Linked DNA regions of Sus scrofa: region 2 is linked to region 1. Evidence: chromatin contacts called from public Hi-C data. All regions are on one chromosome and are shown on one strand. The core of a region is the stretch at or near the end of the contact, and the rest is flanking DNA. Distances in the headings are between cores, read along the strand shown. Region 1 overlaps AKR1D1 (3-oxo-5-beta-steroid 4-dehydrogenase). Region 2 has its middle 120 kb from the start of AKR1D1.

Region 1 (2,596 bases), core at 25-2,524:
AGAAAAGGAATATAAAAAAATGCCTTTTAAAGTTGCAGCAAAAAAAAAAAAAAAAAATTAAACACCTAGGAGTAAATCTGACCAAGGAGTGAAATACTTATACATTGTGAACTATAAAACTTTAATAAAGGAACTTAAAAAGAATTCAAAGAAATTCAATGAGAAGATCCCTGGCCTTGCTCATTGTGTCGGGGATCCAGCATTGCTATGAGCTGTTGTGTAGGTTGCAGACTCAGCTCAGATCCCATGTTGCTGTGGCTGCAGGGTAGCCTGGCAGCTACAGTTCCAATCTGACCCCTAGCCTGGGAACTTCCATAGCCCTGAGTATGGCCCTAAAAAGCAAAAAAAAAAAAAAAAAGCAAAAAAAAAAAAGTAAACTGAGATATTATGTTTCACATATCAGACTGGAAAAAATTTGCCCCATTGGAGAGGCTGTGTGGAAGCAGGTACTCTCACCCTTTGATGAAGGGAATGCAAGATGGTACCCCACTCCATGGACCATACCTCCATATTCCCTATGGAGGGAAATTCGGCAATATCTAGTCAATCACACAGACATCTACTCACTCATCTAGCAATCCCTGTTCTGGGAATCTATCCACAGACACAACGGCAAAACATAAAATTACGTGTACACAAGCTTTCACTGCATGAGTTATTCTTATTTTCAAAACCCTCAAAAAAGTCGAAAGAACAGGTGTCAAGGACTCTTTTGCTGGCCCCAGGGCTGAGTCTTTGGTAATCTCTTCTGGTACTATTACATTATTCCATTTATCCAGTTGCTCTGGTTGATGATTAGACCTCCATCAGAATACTGTGACTTGTGTGCACACATATCTATTGACATACTTTACCAATAAATGTGATCTTTGGTCAGAGGCACTGTCGTCTGGTAAATAATTACGGTACGGAAAGATTCTGTCAATACTTACAGTCTGAAAGAATTGCTATGAGCAAGGAAGGCATATCTGACCCAAAGTGTCAACTTCAATGAGAAAAAACTGTCTCTTCTTTGGGAGAAAGGGTCCAGTGTAATCAGTCTATTACCAGTGAACTCACCACAGTCCTCCAGGGAACAGGGCAGTTTCTGCTGCTGTCTTGTTACATACTAAGAAGTAACAGGTTTGTTCTCTAAACACCTACACAACTAGTTAGACCCTACCCATGAATCTGATCTTCAGACCAGTTCTCCTTTCACATAGTGGACAGATAGATATGCCACCCAACATTCCACCCACTGGGAGGATTTTCTTTCTCCTACACCTTCAGGGCTAGTCTGGAGTAAGACCATAGCGAAGCAGTCATCTAGTTCTGTCTGGAGGTGGCGCCACTGAGTATGCCATCTAATTGTAAACCAAACCCTTGGTTTTCTTCCTTTGTTAACGGGTCACATAGAATGTCCATGAAGATGTATGTATAAGAAAATCACAGAATGTCAGGACTGGTAACAACAGTGACTATTACTACCCCTAAGCCTGAAAAAGCAAGAACAGAAACCAACAGAGTGATTGTGTTTCAAATTTTGTTTCTTTTAAAAATCATGTTTTGGTTATTTGTAGTTTTTCCCTATAAAACATCTGCTCATGAAAACATATGTCCATGCAAAGCTTTACACACTAGTGTTCATAACATTATAGAGGCCTACACTAGAAACAATACCAAAGTCCATCAAGGAAGGAATGGACAAACAACTTGGGGCATGTTCATACAAGAGAGTGCTACTCAGTAGTCAAAAAGAAACCAACGGTGTATGCATGCAACGACTTAGATGAATCTCAAAATCATTATGTTGAGTGGAAAAGACAGATGCAAAAGAGTACATAAATTATATTTACATGAAACTCTAGGAATGACCAATCTCATCTATAGTGATCGAAAGCAAATTAGTCACTGCCTGAGGTCTGGGATGGAAAGTTGGAATTTGCCAGGGAGGGACACAAAGGAACTTTTTGAAATGATGGAAATATATCCTATATCTAACTGTGGAAGTGATATGTGGGTATGTAATTTTTCAAAAAATGTATATTCTTAAAACAGGTGCCTTTTATTGTATTTTTACTATGCTTCAAAGAAGGTAATTAAAATGTATAAACCTGTTCTTGTTTCTTCTTTTCAGAGGTTTAATTAACTTCATTTACCTCCTCCTAATTTTGATATTGTCATCATGTTTTAATTACATATATATTTAATAGTCCCAGCATTATATAGTTGTCTTTCAGTTAATAATAATTATTATTTAAAAAAATTTTTGGAGTATAGTTGACTGTTAATGATTATTTAGATTTACCCAAAAGTTGATTCTGGGGAGCTCACTTCATTCCTTCCCTCCCTCCTTTCTTCTTTCCATCACTTTTTCCCTTTCCTGGCTTTAGCTACAATGATTGAGTTATTTCTTTCTCCTTCCAGTGGTTGCTGGCATCGGTACAGCACCTTGCGAAAGCTTGGCATTTCCCTTTGTTGTGGCTCTATATGACATTGATTATTAAGTAAACATGACATTGGTCTGGGGTAAAACTGAACCTGTTCCAGGGTTCTGGGGCCAAGGATCAAGGAGCTGAAAAAAAGTAATTTTGAGGACTTTTTCTATCAACTCTGC
Region 2 (2,596 bases), core at 34-2,533, 88 kb after region 1:
TGTATGCTTCAGGTGTGGTCATAAACAAACAAACAAACAAAAACCGCAAACTCACAGTCCCTATTGTCAAATATTTCAGGCGCTTGTGTGGAGGGGGGACCACACCTATAAAAGCATTTTTTAAAGATAGGCATTGGAAAAGAATCCCACTGTTGGTCAAGGAAAATGTATACATATATTTCTTTTCTTCTTCTTTTTTTTTTTTTTTCCACTTTTTAGGGCCGTACATGTGGCATATGGAAGTTCCCAGGCTAGGGGTTGAGTTGGAGCTGTAGCCTGCCAGCCTACACCACAGCCACAACAACTCAGGATCCGAGCCGCATCTGCGACCTGCACCACAGCTTTGGATCCTTAACCCTGAGTGAGGCCAGGGATTGACCCTGCATCTTCATGGATACTAGTTGGGTTCTTTTCTGCCACGCCGCAATGGGAACTCCCGTATACATATATTTCTAAAGCTTGGAAGAGGGAGAGGAGACGGAGACAGTGGGAAAAGCGTGGGAGACGGGAAACAGGAAGAGCAAGAAGGAGAGATGGTCTGCCTGCGCTCGTGCGTGTCACCTCGCCCTTCGCTCTCACTCCTCTCAAGCTTCCCATCTCTTCGGGGATAAATTATATCCCCCCCAAATTCAAATTCACACGCTGAAGTCCTAGCCCCCAGTACTTCAGAATGTAACCTTATTTAGAAGTGTGGTCACTGCCTATGTGGTTGGGTAAGATGAGGCCACAGTGGAGTAGAGTGGATCCTAATCCACTACCACTGGTGTCCTTATAAAAAAGGGACACTTGGACGCAGATAACACAGGAGGGCACCATGTGCAGACAGGCGGAGATCAGGCTGATGCTTTTCTGAGTATAGAACCCCAAAGATAGCCAGCAAACCACCGGAAGCTAGGGGAGAGGCCTGGACCAGTGTCCCTCACAGACTCAGAAGGAACCCACCCTGCTGTCATCTTGATCTCAGACTTAGGGCCTCCAGAACTGCAAGACAGTAAATTTCTGTTAAGCCACCCAGTTTGTGGCACTTTGTTACAGCAGACGAAGCAAACAAATACACTATCCCTCAGGCAAGATCTCCAGCCTCTCAAGCTGACCTCAGCAATAAAAATGGCCTGACTTAGTCAGTGCTTTTTCTGAGCTCAGGTATTGATGACCAGTATCTTTGACCTTCTTGGGGACTTTTGCAAACCCAGAGATATTTGTTAACCCAAATCAATCTCTTTCCTCATCAGAGGCCTCTAATAGGGTATGAAGTACGTCAATACTTACATAACCTGCCTGGAAAAGGAGAAAGCCTACCCACTGATCCATAAAAATACAGGGACTGGAGCAACAAGGACTTTCTGCTCCAGCCTGCAGAGTGTTTTTTGTTTGCTCATTGCTGATCATTCTCCCTGGAGGACCTCCCTCGGGCACCGTCTCCCTCTGTGGATAGTGACACAGAGGGTATTGGAAGAGGCCGTGAGAGACACATAGGCGCCAATCGCATGTCTGCAGGCTTCTGCAATGCAGTGTGTGGCACACTTTCTGACCACAGTTAAGGGAATTTAAAAGACTGAGCTAAATTATAGTTCCCAGGCTTGATATGTCTCTGGAATCCCTGTAAAATTTCAAGCTTTCACTGGTGGCTTCAATTTCTGACCAGTGCAGACTAGTAACTAAATCCTGATATCTTCTGGAGCCCTGGTCCTAGAATGTGAATCTTCCCTAAATCGGAACCGTAGCCATCATGCGTCTCCCTCCAGATACCAAATCCCCAAGTTCTCACTTTACTTGACTAGGGCAGGAGGTAGGGAGGGATAGATAATTGCTTTTAATTATAGTCTCCTTCTAGGCATTGATGTTTTGGCTAGTTTGAGAGCTGAGATGCAGAGCATGATGGGGGAGAATAGCAGTGTTCTTGACAAAAGTACACTGACCTTTGTAGGCCCCCCTTACATCTGGCTATGGGTAATTCTTCCCGCAAAGACTATGCGGCGTTCTTAGAAGAAGGGGGTCCCCTTTAATCCTGTCTTGTGGGGTCATCAGGAAGAGAGAGAATTGCTAAAGGGCTTGGAGCCAGTAGCCTTCATTGAATTCCCGCTGAGGGCCACATGGAGGTCTGGGAGGAATGGCCTTACCAGGAGCTGGTGGAAATGATTGAACATATTATTTTAACTGCGTTGCTATTTGATAATATACTTTGAGCATCTTCGAATTGATATCCATAGATAAGAGTATTTAGGAGTTTTTTGTGTATACTCTTGAATTAGTTTCGATTATCAAATTGGGCTCCTTTCAATATTGAAAAGAGAGAGAAAATTTTTCTTTCACACCCTTCGCTCTAGAACAAATTAAATGAAATTTAAAGTATTTGTTTCTTGGGAGTTGCCGTCATGGCTGAGCAGAAATGAATCTGACTGGCATCCTTGATCCCTGGCCTCGCTCAGTGGGTTAAGATCTAGCATTGCCATGAGCTGTGGTGTAGGTTGCAGACACAGCTAAGATCTGGTGTTGCTGTGGCTGTGGTGTAGGCCAGGGGCTATGGCTCTGGTAGGACCGTAGAACCTCCTATGGAGCCTGGGAACCTCCATATGCCCCAGGTGCGGCCCTAAAA

Evidence for each region. A called contact is a pair of places that touch in the nucleus more often than the background predicts.
Region 2: a contact with region 1 is called in a Hi-C map of liver, with 3 times the contacts expected there. The contact joins two enhancer-like sites. A contact is called at or near these places in 1 of 5 promoter capture datasets (liver) and 6 of 47 Hi-C or Micro-C datasets (embryonic fibroblasts, fetal liver, liver and 1 more).

The regions. Positions count from the first base shown.
Region 1 is chr18:11,501,374-11,503,969 of Sscrofa11.1, reverse strand. All of the region lies in intron 1 of AKR1D1 (3-oxo-5-beta-steroid 4-dehydrogenase), which reads left to right. Among named protein-coding and RNA genes, the nearest start is that of AKR1D1, 30 kb to the left of the region's middle. Within about 2 kb of position 1,274, at least 4 of the 83 cell types and tissues checked have an H3K27ac peak or open chromatin away from gene starts, as enhancers often do. A contact at or near this core is called in fetal liver and liver, where this site is marked.
Region 2 is chr18:11,413,163-11,415,758 of Sscrofa11.1, reverse strand. No RefSeq gene overlaps it. Among named protein-coding and RNA genes, the nearest start is that of AKR1D1, 120 kb to the left of the region's middle. Within about 2 kb of position 1,283, at least 2 of the 83 cell types and tissues checked have an H3K27ac peak or open chromatin away from gene starts, as enhancers often do. A contact at or near this core is called in fetal liver and liver, where this site is marked.